Linked DNA regions of Mus musculus: regions 2 and 3 are each linked to region 1. A link is a contact called in public Micro-C data. All regions are on one chromosome and are shown on one strand. The core of a region is the stretch at or near the end of the contact, and the rest is flanking DNA. Distances in the headings are between cores, read along the strand shown. Region 1 holds the start of Msx1 (msh homeobox 1). Region 2 holds the start of 4932441J04Rik (RIKEN cDNA 4932441J04 gene). Region 3 holds the start of Slit2 (slit guidance ligand 2).

Region 1 (3,251 bases), core at 545-3,044:
TAATTAGTTCTTAAACTACAGTTCTCCGTACCTTCTAGGCTTCGAGCTAAGGATTTGGCCTACACTGTCGCTTAACTTTCGTTTGCAGGGCTTTAAAACGGGACGGTATGGCTTCTACTTCCCATACACATGGAACAAACCTCAGGGGACCCAGTACAGCGGGCGTCCAGCTGGGCCTAAATGAGCTTGAGTCCCAAGCCCTACGCAGTGCCTCCTCACAGCCTCAGAAACGTAAGAAATCCAGACATTTCACAGAAGCGAGTATTCCCGAACCCGCCCCAGGCCTTCCTATTTCTCCAGGCCCTGTGGGCAGATGTGAGGCTCCGATCTCTCTGGCGTCCGCAGCCCAACCCCTCCCTCCAGACCCCGGACGCCGTCTGGGTAATAAAGTAATTCATTTTCCTTAATCTGGTCGCCCCTAATCTACAGCTTTTTATTGCGCCCAGTTAAAAGGCCAGGGAATTCGCTATCCCTCCGTGCTCGGATAATTACCCCTAAATGGCCACGGCAGCCCCTTGTGTTTCCTGGAGATTAGAGCCCGGCAGTCATCAATGCACAGTCCCGGTGAGCCGCCAATCACCTCCTCCACCTCCCCCGGAGCCGCGAGCCTGGGCCCTGGGATAAGAGGCCATATAAAGAAAAGCCCCCCCCCCCCCAACTCCCCAACAGCCTGTTCGAACCCAGTTTACAAGGTCTTCTGTGGTCCCCACTCCAACTTTCCTTCTTTTTGTATCAGTCAAACAAAACAAAACAAAACAAAACAAAACACGTTTCCTTCGAAATCGGGCAAACAAAACTTCTTAAGCCTTGCACCAAAGATATACCTCCAGGAACTGCTTATTTTTCCTACTGGCCCATCAAATGGGCCTCCACTCTGCACCAGCAGACAGACCCACAGTTAGTGAAGTGTGATTGTTTTTGAGGATTCATTGTCTGAGGTCATGTTGAGGCCAGATTGTTGGTGGGTTCTGTTGGTCTTATTTCGGTCTTCACCCAAGGCATCCAGTGGCTTCTTTGGCTAGTAGCAGTTCTCTGGTAGAGGTGTAACTTTCTGGAGAAAAAGTACGTATAGGGAGGGGGTACGTGTTTGCATGAGAACCAAACTCATTTCCCAGATCATGTTACTTGTTCCCGTACCCACAGAACCAACAGGACCTGTACTTTCTTTGATTAACTTTGTCCAGCCCTGGAGACAAAGGCCCATTTTTACTCCGAGGTAAATTTTTGAAGATTGGAAGACATAAGACACTTAGGGCGGCTTTTTTAAAAAAAGAAATTAGTATTATCCCTTGCTACTCTGACAAATAACTATGAACATTCAAAGCAAACACCAAAAGAAAAAAAAAATTGTAAGTGAATTGTGGTCGAGAAAGGGGGCCAGAAGAGGGAAAGGGGACAGAAAGAAATAGCACAGACCATAAGAGAAACTGTGGAAAGAAAGTAGTCTATGGAGAGGAACAGAAGAAGTGGGTAAAGGATGGTGGAGGACGACTGGCAGAAGAGAAGGACTAGTAAAGAAAAGTCCCTCTGGAACTTGGTAGAATCCACATCCAGGAGTGTGGGGGTCCAGCCGGACCGATGCCCACCTGACTTAGCTAGGCGGAAAAGCTCCCCAGGTACCTCCGGCTCTGTCCCGCCTGTGCGGGTCAGGCCCTTCCCCGAGCGCCCCCAGGCCGAGCGCGCCTCGGGGCACGAGCACAGCCCAATGGTTCTCTCCGGACCCGCCCCCTCGCGCTCTGATTGGCCGCTGCCACGCTGGCCTTGCCTTATTAACAAGTTCTCAGGGGAGCGGCGGCGGACCCGGAGCCGGCGAGTGCGCCTGGGAACTCGGCCTGAGCGGCGCAGGGATCCAGGCCCCGCTCGCTCGAGTTGGCCTTCTGGGGAAGCCGCAGGAGGCTCGCGCGCGAGAGCCGGCCGGGCCAGGAACCCAGGAGCTCGCAGAAGCCGGTCAGGAGCTCGCAGAAGCCGGTCGCGCTCCCAGCCTGCCCGAAACCCATGATCCAGGGCTGTCTCGAGCTGCGGCTGGAGGGGGGGTCCGGCTCTGCATGGCCCCGGCTGCTGCTATGACTTCTTTGCCACTCGGTGTCAAAGTGGAGGACTCCGCCTTCGCCAAGCCTGCTGGGGGAGGCGTTGGCCAAGCCCCCGGGGCTGCTGCGGCCACCGCAACCGCCATGGGCACAGATGAGGAGGGGGCCAAGCCCAAAGTGCCCGCTTCACTCCTGCCCTTCAGCGTGGAGGCCCTCATGGCCGATCACAGGAAGCCCGGGGCCAAGGAGAGCGTCCTGGTGGCCTCCGAAGGGGCTCAGGCAGCGGGTGGCTCGGTGCAGCACTTGGGCACCCGGCCCGGGTCTCTGGGCGCCCCGGATGCGCCCTCCTCGCCGCGGCCTCTCGGCCATTTCTCAGTCGGAGGACTCCTCAAGCTGCCAGAAGATGCTCTGGTGAAGGCCGAAAGCCCCGAGAAACTAGATCGGACCCCGTGGATGCAGAGTCCCCGCTTCTCCCCGCCCCCAGCCAGTAAGTAGCCAGCCCTGGATGGAGAGCGAAGGGGCCAAGAGGGGGTGTGGGGCCCGAGGGCGCCAGGCCGCGCGCCGGCGCCGGCTTGTCTCGGGCGTCGGCGTACCTGCAACTGGGTACCTGGAGGCCGTGCAGAGGTTGCGTTGGCGGGAAGACCGCCTTTGAGCCTCTTCCCACTCCCACCCAGGAAGAGAGTTAGAGGCCTAAAGCAGGCAAAGCTTAGTCCGCGCTCCTTGCCTTGGCTCAGTGCCTCCGAGCCTGTCACTTCACTTGTAGCGCGCGGGTGTCTGTGGACCTTCTTATTCTTCCGGTAGTCAGGACACCAGGGGTGCCCTGCTTCTCCACCTGACCCTAAACTCAGTTATTTTGCACCTCAACTTGGATGGGCGCAGCGGCCAGTACATCCTAGCTCTGCGGAGTTTCACTTTCTACTGGTAGACAGCCGTAACCTCGCGCTCCCCATTTAAAGAACCTCTCAAAGGGTTCCGGAGTTCTGCAAAACTCCTGCCCCACCGCGCATCTAATTTTAAGCAGAAACTTGGTGTTTTGGGCGGGTGGATGATTTAGCAAGAGGGGACGATCGCGGACTAGGGGGGATGGTGGTGGTGGTGGAGACAACAAGACAACCAAAAGAGCTCCCTATTAACCACTTTGCTATAGTGTCCGAATGTGTTGGACCAGGCTTTTGAAGCGGACCCAGCAGCCAGCGACGTGTTCCAGGATAGTCCTAGGTCCTT
Region 2 (3,251 bases), core at 345-2,844, about 20 Mb before region 1:
GATGTCCAGCACGATGACCCGACCCTCAAACAGGTCCACCCAGCTCTGTGAGGGCCCTATCACCGACACCTCGAAGTCCAGGAAACATTCGTTCTCGTCGAAGATCATCTGACATTGGGGCAGCTTTTCTCGGTCGATGCGCCGCTCACTGGTGCTCAGCTCGCCGGTGAGGTTGTCAATCTTCAGATACTCAGAACCAGACTCAAGGCTGAAAGTCACCTCGCCGGAGCCGGTCACGATGCCCAGGTCCGAGGCCACATTGCCGATCCGCACGTCGGCGGGGCCCTCCTCGGCCAGCCGGTACCGGAGCAGCTGCTTGGCGGCGGCCAGGCTGAAGCAGAGCGGCAGAAGGAGACAACAGCCCAAGCACCAGCCGCGCGCCCATCCCGTGGTCCGCATCCTCAGCATCTTCTCTTGCTGCTGCTGCTACTGCTCCTTCTAACCACAACCCCCCTCGGCACCCCCCTCCTCCGGGGCTGGCCGCCTGCCCTCCCCTCGGTCCTCCTCTCCGGGAAAGGAAGAAACGAGAGGGAGGGGAGGGAGGGGGCCAGAGTAGCGCGTAGAGTCGGCCGATGGGAGGGGGGCAGCTAGAGATGCTTCTTTTTTTCTCCTCCTGCTTCTTCCGAAAGTTATTGTTTCATAATTCATGCAATGGGTGCTAATCGCCCGCTCGCCGGCCACCGTTTACTCGCAGTACTCACAGTTCACGGGACACTGCGCGCCACGGGCTCGGTGCCCCCACAAAGTCATCCCCGCAGTGGGAAGATACTGAGATCCAGTCTCCAAGCCCTGGGAAGGGGCCGGAACCGCTTCTGCAAGAGGGCGGCGGAGCCTGGTAGCGGACTAGAACAAACCTGCAGCCTTCCCCGCCTGACAGCAGCGTTAGTCCTTACTGCTACTCGAGTTAAGTCCAATTCACGTTCCAGCTACTCACTCTAGACCCAGGCTCTGTTTAGGCTCCCGAGGTCCAGACAAACCTGAACCGCTTCCTGCTTCAGGCTCTGGGGCGAGCAACAAGCCAGTCTTAACTCTGACTCCTCTTAAGCAGCCGGGAAGCCACTCAACATATCTTGAATGAAAAATTCCACGGCAGGTCGCTTCGGGCAAGGTGCAGCGAAAAGACGCCTCGCGTCACAGCTCGGTCCGCGACCGGGTGCTCCCGGCGCGCCAAAGAGCAGCCCGAGCCATCTTCAGAGACGCCCAGAGTCGGTCGCTTCTCACCCCGAAGAGCTCCGGTTTCTCTTTTTTTCTTAACAACTCTGCGCAAGGTCATTAGTCACGAAGCCGCCGCCTGAAACCGCAGCAACCATTCGCCCGCGGGGGCGAGAGCCGAACCGTGCGCACCGCGCGGTGCCCAAGTTTGGATTCTCAGCCGCAGAGTCCGTGCCTTCCCTCACCTGCATTCGGCCCGCGTGTTGGAGCAGTGGGATCTGCAGCGCTGTGCGCGATTCAGGGAGGAGATTGCAGCCTCTCTCTCTCTCCCCGCTCTCTCTCGATCCCTCCCCTCCCTCCCTCCTTCTCTTTCTCTCCTCCCTCCTCTTCTCTCTCCTCCCTCCTCTCCTTTCCCCTTTCCCCCCCTCTCTCACTCTCTCCAGCACAGTCTCTCAGCTTCTTCCAGTCTCAATGCGGGGAACTCGAGCTGAACTTGATCCCTTTGCAGTTCAAAGGTGAGCAAGCCTGGCTCCGTGCATCCGCGCGACACTGGCCCGGTGAAAGCTCACGACCGGGCACTCCTAACGGCAATTAACAAAGATGCCCAATTCTGTCCGGATTTCCAAAGAAAAGCCAAAGCCACTGGGGCGGGGGTGGAGGGGGAGGTGGAGTCAAACAGAGCTGCCAAGTAGCTTAAAAAAAAAAAATCTAGTTTGCCAAAGGGAGAAAAAGTGCCAGTCGGCTGTTGTCTCGGAAGTGCCCTGGCGCGGCGGGTGAATTCCGCAGTTGTCTCGTCCGCTTTCGCGTCTAGCAGAGTCTGGTGCGCGCGCTCCCGCCGCCTCTCTGGCTGTGGCTGTTCCGAGACACCGAATCGCTCCGGGGAAGCTCCTACTCTCGCTACCCACTAGCCGGAAACCCGCAAGTTTGCATAAACTGGTGGTTGTTGCGGAAAGCCCGCGGGCTCCGGAGTCAGACTTGACTCCGACGCTGCAGCGGCGGCGGCGGTATCCGAAACTACACAGTTGCAGAGAACCAGGGAGGAGGGCCCAGGGAAGGGAGGCGGGAGGAAGGACTAGCCAGCCGCGGCGCTCACCGAAGCCAGGCTTCGCTTCGTGGGGCCGACTGAGAACTGCCCAATCTCAGCCCCGATAAGCCAAAGTCTAGTCTCCTTAGGCAGTTTGGGTGGGGGTGGGGTGATTCTTTTTCCCCCTCTAGGGCTGGTAGACTAAACCCGGCTGCGTGGGTAAGAGCTGAAGTGAGGGTGTTAGTATACCTTCCTCCCACGTCTACCCTCAGACGATGCCCCCCTCCCGCCCCAACTCCCACCCGCAACGTGTCTTCGTTTCGCAATTTAGCATCTGGGTTAGTGAATTGCTACTGGTAGGCTGAGGTCGATGTCTGAGTTCCGAAAGCCAAGCTTGTGTTCTGCCAAACCGTGACGGGCTGCAGTAGTGAAGAGAGAGCATCAAACTCCAACGAGAGCCAGAGAGGATCCTTTTTTGGAGCCCAGACTTTGGAGGTCTGGGTTGGGGAGGGGAGAATGCCTGCCTTTGTTTAAATGCTTGGAATTCCTGTCATCCGGCTCTCACTGGGGATAGACCGTGTGTGCACGCGCCTGGGGAATAAAACACATGCTAGAAGCCTGGGTATTATTTTCTAAGCAGAGCCTGCAGCTTTTAGTAACCGGCAAAGTGTAGCGTCACCTATCTGGATATAAGGGAAATAAACTTTAATGGCAACTTTGTGTACCGAGTATGCTTAACCTCTTTTCTCTCCTTTTGACTTTGTGCCTCGTGATCCTCCCTGCCATTCCCGGGCGTGAGGCTTCCCCGGTTCTCACTCATGACCACCGCAGTCTGCCAAGTCAGATCTCAGGGCTGGTGGTGTATTTCGAACCGAAGCCCACTTCTCATGTATTTCACACTGTCAAAATAAAGACCCTCTACCGAAAGATTAAGAAAAGACGAAGGTAGTAGGTGGAGTTTGTGTCGGGTCCTTACTATCTCGGAGAATGTTGCTAGGAATTTAAGGGTTCCTTTAAAGACGAATTTGCATGCCCGATCTAATGCTCACGGAATCAATTTTACTCTGAGACCAGA
Region 3 (3,251 bases), core at 325-2,824, about 10 Mb before region 1:
AACTTGGCGGTAAAAGAGCTCCTACTTGCAGTGTCCGCGAAGATGCAGAGGCTGGTTGCTTGAGGACAAGGGAGGACTTCTGATCCCACGAACCCTCTAGCAAATCCGATTCCAGTGGAAAGAGTACAAGGCTGAGGAGGGAACTTAAACAGTAATGGTGGCCCTGATCAAAGTGGATTCCCCCGAAGCTAGAAGGCGCAAGGGCCTGGCAGGTCCAAAGCAGAGCCCTCGGAGAGACTGGTCATGGCGCGCGTGGGGGCGCACCGGGTATTCAGACAGCCTTGGGGGTGCCGGGCGGTGATGCGGGGCTCAGGGCTCAGCTCCCGGGGCCTCTCCACTCCTGCGGCACAGCAGCAGCCTCAACCGTCTTCTCCACTTCCCGACAGCCAAGGATGGCTTGCACACACACATGCACTTCACTGGAGGATATCTTGGCAATCCCGCCTCCCTCCCGGCGTCCTTGGCGACGCTCTGCACCAGGGCCTGCCCCTGAGGTCACACAGAGAGACAAAAGGGCAGTCGGACTGCTGCAGCCTTGCAGGAATATCCACTAGTCCTCACTCCTGCAGTGGGGAAAAATCCAGTAAGCCAAGTTGAGTAGGAAAGGTCCTCTAGCTTGGGCAAGATTTGCAGATAGGCGAGCCCAGAAGAGCAAAGCAAAGACTAGGTGTCCGCGATGCCAGTGCTGCTACTGTGCCCTGATGGATGACTACTAGGTAGAAGGCAGAAAGATGGGGATCTGCTACCCTGGCAGACCCCAGGCGACAACCGAATGGCAGTAGAGTGTGCGCGCTCTTGTCAGCCACTCTGGTCTCCGGGATACGCCGCAGCTCCGCAGCACACACCTGACGGCACAGGTAGAAGAAACAACAGCCAACAGCGACGTCCTGCTGTATGCAGCCTCTCAGCCACCCCTCGGGCAGCCCCTACAAGTGGGTCCTCAGCCTCAAAGTGCAGGAAGTTTCCCCAGGCGTTGGATCCGGTCACCCACTGTCACGGGAGGAGTCCAGCCGCAGACGTTGAGATGCCGCTTAGCCCCGGACGTTGCACCTGACTCGGCGACCACAGACTAGGCAGCGCTTGGCTTCCAGCCCCTTCCCCTCTCAGGGAGGCTTTCGGCACTCGCGGTTCCCGGGAGGAAAGTGGAGAGAGAGGGAAGGCGGAGACTGAGCAGGGACTGGCGCTCCAGAGCCCCAGGCAAGTGTCTAAACAATAGGACGGACTCCGCAGCCTAAGTCTCGCCTGGCTGCTGGAAGGTGGGTTGTTGTTGTAACTGGAGTTGTCCGCTCTGGCTGCTGGGCGCTGAGCGCAGCCAAACAAAAAGACCCCAGTCCGCGCCTCTGGAGTCGCCTGTGGGCCCCCGGGACGTCCCCTTTTTCTCCTCAGTACTCCCGCAGCCTCAGGAAAGCTCGGCAGCTCCGGCCTGCGCCCTGAAGCCTGGGCGCTCCCATCCCTCGCCGCCGCCGCCGCCTCCTTCTCCTCCTTTTTTTAAACCACCGTCTGCGGCAGCCACAGCCGCCGCCTCCTCCAGCCTCCGCCGTCCAGGCGCTCCGTAAATAAATAAGCCCAAGTCCGAAGTTAAAGCGGCCGCCGGTCTTTATATAGCAGCCGGAGCCCCCGCCCTTGGCTCCGCCCCCGCAAGCCTCGCCCCGCCCCCTGGCCGCGCGCGGAAAGCCTGCACCTCGCCCGGGAGAGGTGAGGCCCAGGCTGGCAGCTCCGGCTGCAGACAGCGGCGCGCGTTCCCGTACGCCCCTGCTCGCGCCCAGACTCCTAGGATCCAGCAAACTTGGCCACCAGAAAGAAGAGCTCGGGTCTCCTCCACACAACTCCTTGGCCTCAGAGCTGACCAGAGCCCAGAAACCGAGGTTCCCAGCGGGAGAACGAGGAGAGGGGCAGCTTTGAGGACAGCTCATAAATAAATGGAGAAGGCAGAGCCTCTGTTGTAGCTTTTTGAGTCGCGATCCTAAAGGGGACCGCTCTGGGCTTGCAACACTGAAAGAGAGAAAGAGAGAGACAGCGAGATTATGATTTTAAAATTAAAACAAAAACAAAACAAAACAAGAAAACTCTACTGAAATAGATCTGCCTCCGTGAGCGCGCATTTTATCCCCCCCCCCCCCCCCACACACACACATTTTGTTTGGGTGGCTTCAAAGTTTAGAGTTGTAGCAAGTTGGGAGTAGTGTTTTCAACCTTCTCTCTGGCCTTCCCATCCCTAAGCCACCGTCTTCGGTTAACCCTTTCTTTATAATCACTTACTTAAAAAACGCCATGGTGAGGGATTTGGTTGCGTGGGCACTATACAAACTCACACAACTCCAAGGGTTTGGATAGGTCCCTACGGTTTTACTCTCTTAGCTGGCAAAGGGAAGAGGAAGTAAATCCTAGCGATGCCCATTATACTAGAAGGCTTTCCTTAATTCAGTGCCTAACTGGACACCCCACCCCCATCCCCACCTCACCCCTACCCCCATCCCCATCCCCACCCCTGCACTGTTTTGAAAATGAATTTCCTCCTTCCTTCTTGTCTCTTCAGTGTGATGTCTGGCAGTAGTCAGCATCTCTCAGCAGACACCAACGCCGCTATAGGTTTGAAATAACAACTAAATGAGTCAGCTTCTTCCCTTGCTTTTAATTTCCTCATCTTCTTTGCCTGTAGTCACGTTCTACTTTGTGCCAGCCCCTACCATAAAGTCAGTTTTACAGTAAAGTATCATTCGTATAAAATATCTGACAAACCTTGACCGCGAAGTCGGCCCAGTTCTCTTTAGCATTTTTTGGCATTTAACAAGCTACCTGTAACTTAATAGGTTTCCTGATCAGTGTTTTATTTCATAAATATGAACCGTGAAATCCCTCCAACATCTTTATTTTTGCCTATTTAAAAAATTTTTTTTCAGGATATCTTTCTCAGGTCATTTTGCCTGCCACTGAGATCCAAAAGCCCTTCAGAAGATATTGTCAAAGACAGGCTGTCCCCTCATAAAGTAGATTGGAACTCTTGGTATTATTCATTTGAATGCCATTTATTTGTATGGCACCATTCTTAAAAAGACTTCAGAACATTTGACATTCATGCATTCATTTGTCCTTCTAGATTTTTGCTTAAAGGTCTGTTATATAACTAACTTCCTTGAAAAGAAAAGAGACACCATAGTCACGTCTCCTTATGACTTGAAACACAGAACACATGTCTGTTGCAAAACAAATCGTCACTGATGAAGGATTCCCCCAACTAGTGAATTTTCTTT

The links. Hi-C and Micro-C count contacts between places; a contact is called where the count stands out from the background.
Region 2: a Micro-C map of embryonic stem cells shows a contact between it and region 1, with 30 times the contacts expected there. The contact joins the promoter of 4932441J04Rik here to the promoter of Msx1 in region 1. A contact is called at or near these places in 3 of 484 Hi-C or Micro-C datasets (all in embryonic stem cells) and 1 of 115 datasets of contacts at active chromatin or transcription factors (embryonic stem cells).
Region 3: a Micro-C map of embryonic stem cells shows a contact between it and region 1, with 13 times the contacts expected there. The contact joins the promoter of Slit2 here to the promoter of Msx1 in region 1. A contact is called at or near these places in 1 of 39 promoter capture datasets (embryonic stem cells) and 1 of 484 Hi-C or Micro-C datasets (embryonic stem cells).

Annotation. Positions count from the first base shown.
Region 1 is chr5:37,823,128-37,826,378 of GRCm38.p6, reverse strand. It overlaps Msx1 (msh homeobox 1), which reads left to right and starts at 1,794. Exons shown (of 2, transcript NM_010835.2): 1 at 1,794-2,514. The coding sequence starts at 2,046. It overlaps Gm33993 (a long non-coding RNA gene), which reads right to left and starts at 624. Exons shown (of 6, transcript XR_868362.1): 1 at 493-624. RefSeq lists an enhancer at 1-710.
Region 2 is chr5:57,716,262-57,719,512 of GRCm38.p6, reverse strand. 4932441J04Rik (RIKEN cDNA 4932441J04 gene) reads left to right here and starts at 1,594. Exons shown (of 5, transcript NR_015588.2): 1 at 1,594-1,667. It overlaps Pcdh7 (protocadherin 7), which reads right to left and starts at 1,432. Exons shown (of 3, transcript NM_001122758.2): 1 at 1-1,432. The coding sequence starts at 408.
Region 3 is chr5:47,981,478-47,984,728 of GRCm38.p6, reverse strand. It overlaps Slit2 (slit guidance ligand 2), which reads right to left and starts at 1,574. Exons shown (of 36, transcript NM_178804.5): 1 at 1-1,574.